3 separate regions of the Mus musculus genome follow, and regions 2 and 3 are each linked to region 1. A link is a contact called in public Hi-C and promoter capture Hi-C data. All regions are on one chromosome and are shown on one strand. The core of a region is the stretch at or near the end of the contact, and the rest is flanking DNA. Distances in the headings are between cores, read along the strand shown.

Evidence for each region. Promoter capture Hi-C pulls out the DNA fragments that hold promoters and counts their contacts. Hi-C and Micro-C count contacts between places; a contact is called where the count stands out from the background.
Region 2: a contact with region 1 is called in a Hi-C map of uterus. A contact is called at or near these places in 6 of 39 promoter capture datasets (the C10 cell line, the HPC-7 cell line, cranial neural crest and 3 more), 10 of 484 Hi-C or Micro-C datasets (CD4 T cells, the N1E-115 cell line, Sertoli cells and 6 more), 2 of 130 datasets of targeted methods (bone marrow-derived macrophages and pancreatic cancer cells) and 3 of 9 other capture datasets (adipose tissue, liver and pancreatic islet).
Region 3: a promoter capture Hi-C map of neural stem cells shows a contact between it and region 1. A contact is called at or near these places in 20 of 39 promoter capture datasets (the 3T3-L1 cell line, the C10 cell line, the HPC-7 cell line and 12 more), 6 of 484 Hi-C or Micro-C datasets (B cells, cerebellum, cerebral cortex and 3 more), 8 of 130 datasets of targeted methods (embryonic basal ganglia, embryonic stem cells, extraembryonic endoderm stem cells and 4 more) and 3 of 9 other capture datasets (embryonic stem cells, liver and macrophages).

Annotation. Positions count from the first base shown.
Region 1 is chr19:4,514,482-4,519,153 of GRCm38.p6, reverse strand. It overlaps a transcript of Pcx not described here. Among named protein-coding and RNA genes, the nearest start is that of 2010003K11Rik, 18 kb to the right of the region's middle.
Region 2 is chr19:4,853,637-4,858,386 of GRCm38.p6, reverse strand. It overlaps Ctsf (cathepsin F), which reads right to left and starts at 3,222. Exons shown (of 14, transcript NM_019861.2): 1 at 2,901-3,222; 2 at 2,591-2,689; 3 at 2,233-2,317; 4 at 2,079-2,140; 5 at 1,800-1,875; 6 at 304-417; 7 at 55-200. The coding sequence starts at 3,119.
Region 3 is chr19:4,960,906-4,965,716 of GRCm38.p6, reverse strand. Mrpl11 (mitochondrial ribosomal protein L11) reads right to left here and starts at 3,411. Exons shown (of 5, transcript NM_025553.4): 1 at 3,202-3,411; 2 at 2,743-2,838; 3 at 2,298-2,391; 4 at 2,052-2,211; 5 at 1-1,043. The coding sequence starts at 3,324. The coding sequence ends at 938.

The DNA of each region.
Region 1 (4,672 bases), core at 1,999-4,498:
TCTGTGTTCATTCAGAGATGATGCACCTAATGCTCAAGAGACTGGAGGCTCAGGGAGTTTAAGAGGTCAGGTGGGGTGGAGGGTGGGGCATCCATGTGGAGACGGGTGGGTTGCGCAGGAGGTGTGGGATGTGGAGCAGTCGGAGGGTGGATTGGAGAGGGGGATGGAATATGGAGTGTAAAAAATAAATTAAAAATAAAATAAAAAAAAAATTTTAAAAAGCATTGCTCTTCTAAAAGACCCAAGTTCAGTTCCCAGCACCATGTCAGGTGGCTCACAGCTACCAGCTCTAGCTCCAATGTGATCTGACTCCTCTGGCCTCCTTGTATACCTGCACAGACACACAGACAGACACAGTCTCTCTCTCTCACATAGACTCACATAGACACATACACACACATTAAAATAAAATAAATCTTAAACCAAGATAGGGCTAACCATAGTACTTCATGCCTGTAATTCCAAAACTAAGGCAGGATTACTGCAAGTCAAAGCTAGCTTGTGCTAGAGTAAAATACTGTCTCAAAAAACCCTAAAAATTAAAAGATAAATAAATAAAACATAACAGGAATGTTTAAGGCAATTTAAGAGTTGGCTTAATTTATTAAATTTATAAGAGTAATTAAAATATTAAGGGATTTTTAATCAGGCAATTGGAAAAAAATAATTAAGAGAAGGTAACTATAATTTATAAATTCAATTTAAAACTTTCAAATAGGTTTAATGAATTATTCAAGGGAGACTAACATTAATCAAAAGGCCTTTCAAAGTGATTGTTAAATCTTTCTAAAATCTAAAATGGAAAATTTCAGTGTTTACACTTAGAGAGTTAAACTTAAAAATCCTTAAAAGAACTAGATGTTTTAATTTTCAATTTTAATAATTCAAAACTCACACTTTTCAGTTTGGCATAGTGGTGCCTGCCTTTTTAATCCCAGTACTCAGAAGATAGAGGCAGGCAGATCTCTGTGAGTTTGAGGCCAACAAGGACTACACAGCAAAATCATGTCTCAAAAAACAAAAAACAAACAAAAAAACCTTCAACCAAAATCACTATGAATGATCTGGCATTTCTCAAAGCTCCATTGGTCAGGCCAAGGTGTGGCACCCAACCTCACCCAAACATGCTACTCACCCTTCATGGAAACATACCAGTCACTGAGGCTTCCAAAATCTCAGGTCTCTTATGCATGAAAGGAATATCGCTCAAAAGTAAATACTACATTTACTTTAATGATTTATTATTAATAAATTTCTTATCGACTGATAGCATGTCAGTGGGGAAAACACTCAGAAATGTAAAGCAAGTGCAGATATAGGTGACAGGCTTATAGTCTTACAGTTAACTGTGACAGACCGTGGACTGACTACTGACAGACAGGAGAAAGGAGACTTAAGCATGACTCAGCACAGCTAGCTCATGGAATTTCCCCTGCAACCTCAGCTTGGGATGTCATGTTGCATGTGGGTCAGAAGAGGAGCTGCCACAGGAGTCTGGCCTAGCCCACACTCACATAGCTAGAGCAAGGTATTTCCAGCAGCATTGGCATATCCCAGGCTGGGCTGGAGTCCAGATTACAAATTAAGACCAGAAGTAACATACAAGCTGCAGACTGAGGTGGGTTGGGAAACCAAGGTTCTGTCTTCTGGTGGGACACTTAGTAACAACAGCAGACACTCACTTCCCTCTGAGATCCCCAGGAAAAAGGTACAGATCAGAAAGGATCCAGCTAAGATGACAGAGTCTTGGTTACTGTAAGGAAGAAAAGCTCTGGGGAAATAGCAGGGCTCTGGGAACTGATGCGCAGAACAAGCTTTGACAAAGCAAATGACCTGGGAGTGGTCCCTTCTCGGCAACTAACTTTCTCTTCTAACTGATAGATTTGTCATCTGTAAAAGATGACAGCCTTAAAAAGCAACAGCATCAGCATCCTGGATTCTGCTCATGAACCTTCTGTGGGCTTTATCTTCTTCCGTACCTTGGCCCTATACTAATAATTAGTACACAGAGCCAGAAAACATAAGTGAATGGTGGATAGGCCATCAGCTTTTTCGCCATGGACTTTGTAAGGAGAATGTGTGGTAGAGTTAAAGACACCTACTACTGACCTAAGACAAGAAAGACAAGAGGAATGTGGAAGATCTCAAAAGTAACCAACTCTAGACTGGAGAAATGGGTCAGCAGCTAAGAGCACTGGATGCTCTTCCAGAGGACTCACGTTTGGTTCCCAATACCCACACACAACCATCTGTAACTAGTTCCAGAAAGCACCTTCACCTTCTTCTGGACTCCTCAGGTACTGTAATGCATGTGGTGCATAGGCAAAACACCCATACACATAAAAGACCTTGACAGAGAGAGAGAGAGAGAGAGAGAGAGAGAGAGAGAGAGAGAGAGAGAGAGAGAACAGGAACTCATGGGTCAAGAAGAGCATCCTGAGAAAATTCTTTGCACAATTAGTTAAAAAAAAAAAAAAAAAAACAACAAGAAAAATCCCTGTACAAAGAAATCTCTACCCCACAATAAACATGTGCTCTGGAGAAACAACAACAAAGTCCCCAGGGTCCCTAGCTGTGAAGCAGGGAGAGCAGCTCAGAGAGAGGGAAAGAGTATCTCTTCTTACAAACTGGAGAGAGACTGGACTGGAGAGAGATGTTGGCCCAAACCATTGCATTAGAACTCAGACTGAGCAGACACACACGGATCTCCCAGTGACCTGCAACCCAGAGAAGCCCCAAGGGAGAAGTGTTTAAGAGTGGCAGGTTTACTGGGCATGGTGGTACATGCCTTTACTCAGGAGGCAGAAATAGGAGACATTCTGTGTTCAAGGCTAGCCTGGTCTACAGAGCGGGTTCCAGGTCAGCCTGGACCACATGAAGAAACGGTCTCAAAAACAAAAGTGGCAAGTTTTAGAGGACAGTGCTGCTGAATGCTCTGTAGGCAGGAAAAGGGACAATTCTTTTACTCCTTGTTCTCTGGCTGCCAGACATCAGAGAAATGCATCAAGTATTTTTTACAATTAGATGACACAATCTCCTTTCATGTCACAGCTGACCATCTCCAGGCTGTCAGCAGCCAGTGCTCTTAACAGCCGAGTGCCACTGCCAAATGCCTGTCTCTGAACTTGGGGTCTTCTCAAAGGCTGCACAGAAGGGATGCTTCCTGTAGGTCAGCACCACTATCCCCTGCCCAGCTTCCCAAGACACACCCTCCCAGAAAAAGGGCCTCCTGCTGCAGCTGGCCAGCTGCCAACTGGAGCTTACAAAGAACCAGATGTCACCTTCCTGTGAAAACCCAGAAAAATGCAGAGATCAAGATGAAGTGGAGATTTTCCAAAAGCTAAGCCTGTGCCTTTTTGTACTGACTGAACTTAAAAGATGGCATGCGCACATTAGGACTACAGTATCTTAAGAAACTCCCATGTGACCCATTGACAGGCCTGGGCTCAGGCTCAGAACTCACCATTAGTGTTGTCAGCTCTCCAGAAGGTAGATGTTAGCTAAAGTAAAAGAGAAAAAAAAAAAGGTTGTTATCCTCATTTCTCCAGACACTCCCCAGAGAACCCAGGAATGTCAGAAACACCGGGAGTGTACAGAACTGCTTGTTCTATAAGGGTCATAATGCCCCTGCTGCCTGCACCCCACATCTTACTGCTCTGCCACCCAGTCATCTATAAAATGTGGGGCAATAGCAATAACTGAGAAGAAAGACAGAGGGTTAGAATCTGTGATCTTTCTGCCTCAAACTCCAGAAGTAGCTAGAGTTACACATAAGCCTGTATAGGGGTAGAAGAATCACAAATTCAAAACCTATGTCTCCAAATAAAAGGTAAAAGGGGACTAGAAACAGGGATCAACAGTAAAAAAAAAAAAAGTATTTGTTCTTGCAGAGGGTCCAGGTACAGTTCTCACAAGCACATGACCACTCAAAACCTTCTGTAATTCTAGTTCCAGGGGATATGATACCTGGGCTGCATGAACACTACATACATACATACATTCACACATGCAGTTAAAACACCCATACACATAAAATAAAGGTATGTATATAAACAAGACTGGGATATAGCTCAGTGATACAGCAGTTGACTAGTATCCATGGGACGCTAGGCTCAATCAGTCCCCAGCACTAAAAGAGGAAACAGGCATGCTCTCATGAGGGCCAACATGCAATAACCATTTAAGTAAAACGCCCGACTGGAACCACTATGAAAGAACAAAACTCACAAGGCTGTCTCCTCCAAAGTGCTTTTTCTTCCCTCCCTCCTCCCTCCAGCTCCAGATGTACTTTCTCTAGGCAGCAGCACCTACTCTTCAAGAGCTACCTGCACTCCTGATTCTCAGATGCTGGCCTATCTCACTGTGCAACTTGACACTAATGAAGTACAGGCCTACGTGACCTGCCATGCATCTTCTCTTCACACCCCCCCCCTCTTATCCTCTCTTGCTGAGGCCCCTCCTTGCCATATTTAAGAGGACACCTCAATATTTAAGGACCCCCACCCCAGGAACACACAAGGAGTATATAGCTACTTTGGATACTCTGTAGGCTACTTCTTTTCTAAAGACCACTTGTGAGCTACTCAGGCCACTGATCAAAAAAAAAAAAAAAAAAACACACACACAGCAAAGTGGGAGACAGACCAGCAAGCTCACTTGTCTACAGAAAGCC
Region 2 (4,750 bases), core at 1,973-4,472, 340 kb before region 1:
TCTCTTCAGGCCCCGTGCAGTCTGCCTTCCTATTCCTACTTCTGGGACTCCAACCTGGTTCTTCACTTCAGTGACAGCCCCTTTCTTCCTCCAGTCCCATTCAGGCGGGGCAAGATCATTTATGGACTTGGCTGGACTCATCTTCCTGCCAGACTCCTTCTGTAAGAGGGGATTCAGGTAGATGGTGTGGAATTCCTCCTCTGTGGGTAGAGAAGGGCGGGGCAGAGATGAGAATTTGAAGCCAGCCCTCATGAGGAGCCTGAGCAGCACAAGTTCTGTGTCAGCTTTGGTCACCATCCCCACCTGTGAGGTCACTGAACTTGGTGATCCCATACTGAGCTGTGCCGCGGTCCAGGGCCTGAATCTTCTGTGCTCGTATCATATTTCTTGCAAAGACAGTCAATCGCCACTGGGCTTCTGAGGACCAAAGAGAGGGAGAGGGTCTTGAACCCAACCAGATCATAAAAGGAGCAATAAGTGGGGGTAAGTGTTTGAGTATATGTGAGTGTGAGTGATTCTGTATATGAGTGTACGTGTGGATTAGTGTGTGTGCGCACATGAGAGTGTGACTTTGTGTATGCATGTATGCACATACATGTGTGCACATGTGTGGTGTGTGTGTGTGTACCTTTGTATATGTGCATAGACGAGTGTGTGCCTTTGTGTATACTTCTGTATACATACATGCGTGTGTTGAGTAAGTGGTGTGTGTGTGTAGATCAAAGGGCAACCTTTGGCGTCATTTCTCAAGGCCTTCCACTTTTGTTTGAGGCACAAACGGTCTCTTTTTGGTTTGGAGCTCAAGTGAGCTAGACCGGCTGCGATAAGTCTATTTCTTTCTCCTTTTTCACTGTTGCTGAGGTTACAAGTCCAGACCGCCATATCGGGCTTCTTTGGTGGGTTCTGGGGATTGAAGTCAGGTCTTCACGCTTCCAAGGCAAGGGCTTTATTAACTGAGTCCCTGCCATAGTCCCTGAAGCTGTTTGTAAGGATAGATCCCTGGGGCCGGCAGAATAAGACATGAGGGAAGCCGACTTCAAAGTGAGAGACATGCTCAACTTTGGGGGCCCAAATTGGAACAATGACTTGTTGAATATAAAACCAGTAATCTAAATGAGACCGAAGGGTGTCACCCAGGAGAGGTTACCGGAAAGGCCATGACAGAGGAAATCCAAAGGAGAAAATCTGGTCTAAGTCTTACCCATCCTGCCTAGAGGGATGAAGCCCATGGTTTCCGGTTAGGAAGACAAAACGGAAGGAGGAAACCAGGCCACTCCTTGACAAGATGACTGCCTAGAAAGCTGGATAGGACCCTAGGGATATGGGCTCCTTGAGAGACACAGGATCCTTTTTGTTTGGTTTCGGACCCCTGGACCAGGGACTGAGGTGCATATGTTTCATATCAAGGCAGACCTGGCCTCCAGCTTCTCCCAGCACCCCTCAGTCCCTACCCTGGCATACCCAGAAGCTCTTCCAGACACAATCCAGGCATTTTGGTCTCCTCACTCTCCCTTTTCTCTTCTTTTCTTCTCTCTCTGTGTGGGCCCTTTCTCCCCTTCTCTCCCTCATCTCCTCTTCCCATGGTGATTTCCGTGGCCTAATCACTGGGGCCAGTGAACTCGCCAGAGAGCAGCTTCCCAATAAACCAGCAGTTAATATCATCTTATCTGCCTTGATCTGGCTCAGTTTACCACCGGGGAAATAAGGTATCACTGTGTACTTTATCTCCTTAGTATCAAGGTGCCGTGACGGGAGAAGGCCCAGGCCTGACGGAGACAGATGACAAGGCTGGGGCCTACCTTCCCTTGATTCATAAGTCCGGTTATAGGTGGTCATGAAGTCCTTGAAGAGTGGAGCCATCTTCACAGAGAAGTCCTAGGAAGGCGGAAGGATGTTCACTTACAAGTCCAGCCAGACCCCAGTGAGCTGACTGAGCTCTACCCTGGAGGACCAAGACAGGGAAGTCACTATGGGAAGAGGAAGTGAGGGGGAAGAGAGAGAAGGGGCGTGCAGAGAAAGAGAAGAGAAGGGAAAGAGGATTAAGGGGCCTTTGTCTCTCCTCGACACAGGGTCTTCACCTGGGGCAGGGGATCCTTGTCCAACAATGGAAGGAATGAGCTGAAAGTCGCATTTCTAAACTCTGGATAGGGTCGGAACAGAGAAGTAATTAAGGCTGGATTCTGACTCAAGTATGGTCTGGGCTCTCCCAGTCTCCTTGAGCAATCCCAGCACCTGTGACCTTGGCATTCACTGGGCTACAGTCCCTCCTCAGCAGCAAGTGTTCTTTTAGCTCTTCCAGGACTTCAAAACTGCAGAGCTGGAGGCATAGAAAGAAGACGGTCTTGGGACAGTTTGAAACAAGGTCCTGGCAAGAGCAGCTAGAAGTTCCTCAAAGGAGAGCCACATGGAAGGCAGTCATAACTTGGTGAAAGAGGGAGGCCAGCAGCAGACACCCAGCACCCCAACACCCACCCTTTCAGAGCATCTTGGTCTCTAACTTGGTATCTCAGGAGTAACCAATGCCTCGACAGGACCCACCATTCCAATTGTTTGCCAGCTAGGGCCAACAATAGCTGACCTCTTCACTCACCACTGTTTTCTTCGTCTCAGGCAGTGGGCACACCAGGGGATCATTGCAAGGTGGCTCCTCTAGTGTGGCTTCCAGGGAGAACAGAGAGCCCTGGCCGGCCTGGATGGAGAAGAAGTTGGGGCTGGCCCAGCCATCCCCTCCCCCTTTACTCCTCTTAGGAGACCATTGCCCATCTGTGCCTCCCTACCGGATACAGGTCTAAACAGGTCCTTCCCTCCCCTGTCCTGGCCATCATCCCAAATTTAAGCCAAACTCCACCTTGCACCATTCCTGGGCCCAGGCCCCGCGCCCGCTCCCCGCGCGTCCTCACCCGGCGGACGCGTCCGCGCACCGCTCCTAGCACGGCCCTTGTCCCCGCAGCACGGCCGTAATTGTACATGTCCAGCGCGAAGCGGGCGGGGGCCAGCAGCTCCTGGGACGACAAGTTCCAGGCCTGCTCGTCATCTGCCCAGGGCTTGGCGGGGACGGGGCTCAGGGCCACAGTCGAGAGCAGTGTCAGCAGCCACAGAAGCTGCAGTAGGGGCGCCATAGCGAGGTCGAAGCTGCTCGCCCGGATTCACTGACCCACAAACACACGGATCAAGAGACCCGAGGCGGAGCCTGCTGTCAGAGGCCACAGAGAGTTTCCCTACAACGTTGGAGAACGCCGGGGCGGCCAATGGGCACCGATTCCTGGCGCTTGCGCGCTCGCTTATTTACGCGAGGCACGTGGACCACGGGGTGCGGGATGCGGGGGGGGGTGGGTGGGGGGGTGGAGAGGGTGGAGTGAGGGGAGAGGACACTAGGTTGACAATAAAATAAGAATCTACGCCCTTTTCTATCTTACGCAGGAAAAGCCAGATCCTTTTAACCATGGCAGACCTGTGAGGTCAGTGCAGTCCCATTGCGTAGATAAAGAAAAAGAAGCTTACAGATGACTCTGATAAGAGGTGAACCCAAACAATTGGTTCCTCAGCCTGCCTTCACGGTGTGATCTCACCTTTGAGGCACCTATTGTCATTCACCAGACGGTCAGTAATATTATGGGTTGTGGGACCAGAGGATGTAGGTAGTTCAGTGGCTAGTGTTTGCCTAGCTCTCACAAATGCCCTGTGTACCATCCCCGAGCACGGAATAAACCTAGCCTGGTGAGGCACTCAGGAAGAGACAGAAAGTTCTGAAGTTCAAGGTCATTCTTGGATACCTAAGAGAATTTGAGCGTAGGCTACATGAGTCTGGCTGTTGTGAGGCTTAAAAGACATCTATATAATCAACAAAGCTGTGCAAAGGGTGGATCGTACCGTAAATCACTTAAAAGCACTGTGTTCCAGGACTGCCAAGGGACAGCGTCACAACTGAAAACAGAGGGTGGGAAAAAAATCTCCAAAGTGTAAAAATGTATGAGGGAATAACAAATTGAATCATAAACCAAGATGCATTCTCGTAAGCCTCTGCACACTTGGAGAGGGACCGGAAAGGAGGGTTTTTTATTATTGAAAGGGAAATGTCCATAAACTGCTTGGATACAAAAATCCATTGGTTTTGTATCGGAGAGGCAAAAATTATCCTCAGCTCATTGAAGGAGCTGTCGTATGTTATCTAAAGCGGTTAAAATCAGCCTTGTCACAGAAATCTTGTGTGTACGTGAGGAGTGTGCAGGGTATGTATATATGAAGGAGTTTTTTGAAGTCTTTAAGACAGTTCCCTTGGTTTGTTTGTCTTCAAAACAGGGCCTATGTAGACTGCTACATCCACTCCAGTAGTGACATGCATGACAGGCCAAAAGCCTGGATCTTGCCCAGGGCCTGCTTCTTTTGTACCACCCCGAGATTGGAGTTTCTGCCTTGTCCTGCTTCCCTATTACAACCTAAAGATTGAGGCTTGTTTCCTTGTCCTTGGCCAATGTCAGATTCCTGCCTAGCAGTACCCTATAGGTCTCTCCACAATGTATCCCATAAAGAATGCATCTACTGGGGCTGGAGAGATGGCTCGGGGGTTAAGAGCACGGACTGCTCTTCCAAAGGTCCTGAGTTCGATTCCCAGCAACCACGTGGTGGCTCACAACCATCTGAAATGAGATCTGGCTCCCTCTTCCGGAGTGTCTGAAGACGGCTACAGTGTACTTAATATAAATAAATAAATAAATAAATAAATAAATCTTAAAAAAAAAAAGAATCGTGC
Region 3 (4,811 bases), core at 2,162-4,661, 450 kb before region 1:
GCCCCGGAGGCTCATGGGCTGAAGGCTTGCTTCCCAGTGTGGAAGGTGGTGGAATCCTTAAGAAGTGGGGGCTATGCCCTGTATGGTGGTGCAAGCTTTAGTCCCAGCAATGTGGAAGGCAGAGGCAGGTGGATCTCCGTGAGTTCAAGGATATCCAGAGATCCTATCTCAAAAAAGGGGGATAGAGTAGAGAGATGGCTCAGGAGGTAAGAGCACTTGTTTGTTGCTCTTACAGAGAACCCAGGTTCAACTCCAGGATCCACATACTGGTTCACAACTACCCATAAATCCAGCTCCAGGGGATCCAATACCCTCTTCTGACAGACACCAAGCATGCACACAGTGCACTCACATATATGCAGGCAAAACAGTCACATATAAAATGAATAAATCAAAGTGTGGTCTGGCGGAGGGGTCTGGGAGTCCAACCTTCACTAATGTTGGCCTTAAGGCGGGGACTGGTCCAGGTGAGGCTACCTCACACAGATGGCCCTATGTATGTGACTGTTTCCACTGTACCATGCTGTCATACAGCAAGTGAGCCTTGCCATACTCCAGCACCATGAATCAGAAGCCAAATCAATACCTTTTCTTTATAAAGCACCAAGCTTTGGTTATTTTGATATAATACAAGGCTGACCAAGGCACTGGGCATGATAATTTGCTTGGTTGAGGCTGCGTTCACCTGTAGGGCAGCTCACACCTGTGAAGGCTGGGAACTGTCAGTATTGGTCCCCATCTCTGGGGTCTCAGGAGAGAAGCTGAGAGTTGATGACAAAGGATATTTATTCAGGCTTGATCCCCTGGCACAGCAAATGTACAGAAACATGTCAGGAAACTAGAAATCGGGTTGCCATGAAGTCCTTTGGCTCAGCTTCCTCTGTGGCCCCCTTTCTCAGCCTCTCACTTCAAATTCTCAGAGTGTAGAAAGTTGGGGTCACTTCTTGGCAGCTTCTGCCTGGGCTGCCAAATCTGCCTCTTTCTGAGCAGCCAAAAACACAGCTCGTTCCTTCTGGAAAGCCTCCAGTTCTTCTGCACTGAGGCTACAGAAGGAGACAGACAGTCAGTGAGGAGCGGGTCCTGGCGCAGATCCCAGCTGCCCTGTCCACTCCCCTCCCTGGACTTTCCAACTGTCATACCTCTACTCATCTGTGGTTTCTCTTCCTGGAACCACAACTCACACACGCTACCTTCCTCTGCCTTGACTCTGTCTTAAAGTCCTACCTAACCTGTGGCCTCTATTATACCATTGGGATTTCTTAGGCCTTCCTTTGAGCCACAAATCTACATACTTTAAGGATTTAAACCATCCAGGAAAACTGTGCTCTAACCTCACCCCCGTGAGGAACAACTGACGCCAGTCTTGCTGTAGGGAATGACACCAGCAGCAAGCGGCCAGTGATGACTGTCCCTGCTCCTGTCTCTGCTGCGCTCTGGGGCAAATGCTCTCCTACTTGACAAGGGAACCTTCTGACTCGTCCCTCCCTCAGGCCACATCCCATATGCCTCTAGACAAGACTCCTCGACCAGAGTGAACTTAGCTTCAGCTCCTTCCCTCTCCTTGTAATCTTACGCTCTCTTACCCTCCTTTTCCTGGGCAGTTTCCATGTCACCTCCCTCAGAGTCCTCAATGACACATCAGGTAAAAGCAGGAAATCTCCTCTCTGCTTGCATGACATCCATTGATTTTATAACATTGACACCTGCTAGTCTAGGCCTCTATGTATGGGTCGGCCTTTAGGACTACACATTTCTCCAGAGTGGCCAGGCACTACTGGCCATTCCTGGTTCTAGCCAGTGCCCAGATCCATGTCCAGGACAGAACAGGTGCTTATGAAATATATTCCAAACAAGATGAGGCTTCAACCCATATCCTTCTGCTAGAATCTGCTAGACATGTATGAAAATGTCACAATGAAGCTTAATATGCATAACTAACATAGGCTATAAATTAAGAAGAACAAATAAAGCCCAACCACCTCACTGTAATGGGCCTTCTCAGCTTTCCTCCCAAATGAAGAACTTACTTGGATTCCTCTCAAGATACTCACTCCTTCACCACTCGAATGCCCAGGGAACGGGCAGAGCCAATGATGGAACGGACCACAGAAGACAGGGGCACATCTTGCATGGCAAAAGCATCATCCTTAGCTTTGACACAGGCAATCTCATATACGTGCTTCAAACTCACCAGGCCTGCCACCTCTTTCCCTGGGAAGAAGGAGCAAAGAATTCTTCAAGTGCCACTACATTTCTCTGGATACATCAGACTCTCAGGTGCCCACTCTAGTCCTTACCTGTATGCCGGGCCCCCTTCTCGATCCCAGCAGCTGCCTTCAAAAAGTAAGAAACAGTGGGCTGCCCAATCTTGAGCTCAAATGTCCTGTCGGGCTTAACAGACAAAGATACATGAGAATTTCTTGGTTTTCTATCCAGTCCAAGACATTTCTAATGTCCCTTTCCTTCTCCCACCAACTTGCACACCACAAAAGACAGAAAAACAAATCTACAGCACACATCCCTGCCATTTTTATTCCTAGCCCAAATCTCCTCTGGAAGCCCCAGTGAGATGAGAGGTAAGAACCACAATATGGCAGGATCAAGCCAGTTCAGAGAAATTATGGTCTAGGCTTCTGTTTAAATGATAAGTGGAAGGTAGCAACCAAGTTAAGAGTCAGAGAAGCAACCAGAGTGACTAGTTTCAAGGGCCAAGGAAATATATGGGAGAATGGGTCTCTCTACCTTTATAAAAATTTTTGTAGGCAGGGGAATGCCTTCTTTGATGTCCTTTGTCTTCTCGTTGAACTCTTTGCAGAACTGGTTGATAGAGACACCTCGCTATAAGGAACGCATACACAAAGTTAAGTATGGGAGCTGAAGGCTTTCTACCAACCAGGAGCCCCTGTCCTTTCATCTTTGTGTGTGTGGGGGGGGGGGGCGGGGGTATGGGTGTGTGTTGTTATATTTCTTCTACTCTGGTTCTATAGCTTTGGGTGCCAGGCAATTCGTCCACAAGGTACCACTTAATCAGCAACTAGCCAACTTGGGGGTCAGAGGTGCTGAGGTCAAAAGAGGCTCCGTAAGTAATACAAGGACATAAGGCCTGAAGGTGTGAATAGTGGAGACAACGTTTATAAAGGAGACTTCCCCGGCTCCAGCGCACTCTCCCACGTCTCCCAGGCCGGGTTCCGCACACCGCACCTGACCCAAGATGGGACCTAGTGGAGGCCCAGGAATAGCTTGGCCTGCTCGCACGATGGACCGGATCACGCCGCCGGCCTCGGGCTTCTTGAGGGTCCGAGTGGCCCGGCTTAGCTTGGACATGATGTAGGATTTTAATCTTAGCTCGCCTCGGAGAAGCAAAGAACTACGCTCTGGGCGCGGCCATTTTGGGTCAGAGGTGAAGGGCCCTCGTGTTCGGCTAGGGTAAATGAGACCAAAAAAGAGCAGTCTTGTTTCAGGCATACAGCTCTCCAACTAAAGACCAATTACGGAATTTAAGAATTAATTGAACTTTGCGCTCTGAAGGCAGGACGAGAACCTATATGGTTTCAGTACACACAATCCCTCAGCGGTGCGCACAGGCATCACCTTAGACAGCCAAACAGGAGTTCGGGACTTTGAGTCTCCGCACAGCATTGTGGGTATGTAGTTCAGCGCCTTATCCTGCGCCTGCTGTTGGCCGTGTTCTGGGTTGCCATCTGCTGGACACAGTGATATCTTAGCGTTTGATATGGAGCAAGTTATGCAAAATCCCTTGAGTCTTTTGTTTCCTCATGTGGTTTTTCATGGAAGGCAATATGATTATAGACGGGAAATGAAATGGCAGACTGCTGCTCTTGCTGGCTATGAACCTGATTCATAGCTAGACAAAGAGTTAGAGCTAGGATTAGGCTACTGTTTCTGTTACCTATGAAAATCTTTGACACCGCGAATATTATAGGTACCTTTCAGAATTGTTGTGACAGCTCAGTAACACACGTTGAACCAAGAAGGCATTTACCGCTATTTATACAAAGGGAAAAGCTCTTCCCCGCGCTTTTGAAATGCTAAGTTTGTGAATTCTCATCCCAGTCAAACCTGATTTTCCACTAGCTTATTAGGCATACTTTATTGCTTCCCCGTCTTTCATTTTTTCATTGGAAGATGACTTTTTGTGTCTCAGAACTCCGCATCCCGCTCTATTCTGTCCAGGATTCCTGATTATTACTTGCGTTTTAGGGAATGGTATTTGAGCCAGGTGGTGTTTGAAGCCTTTATTATCCCTCCCTAGAGCAATCTTGTGTATCTAGGCACTTTAGGGTAGTAGCAATGGCCTTGGTAGGACTCTTTGACTCACAGACTCTTCCTGACCACACGTGGCTGCAAAGCTCCAATAACTGTAGGTTGAATGCTCCATTATTTTCTCCAACAGTTCAGGATATAAAGTTCTCTGATCCAGTCTCCAGACTGAGACTACTTCGAAGGAACTATCCACTAACTCACTGTTTGCGATCCTTCAGATTCGAGGGGAATTCTCCAGTTTCTTTTTTCTTTTTTTTTTCCTTTTCTTTTCCTTTTTAAAAAATAATTCCTCTCCAGACAACCAGGCAGCCTATTATGTAGCATACCACTTCAAATTCTATCATCTTCCTCTAAACCGCCTCTCACAAACCTCCATTTTTTTCTTTCCTCTACCATTTCCTTGTGTGTGCAATGTACGTTTTTGCGTGTGTGTGGGTGAATGTGTGTGTGGATTTGCACATGTGTACACACACGAGAAGGGCCGAGGCTGATGTTAAGATCCTCTTCCATTGCCCTTCTGAGGTGGG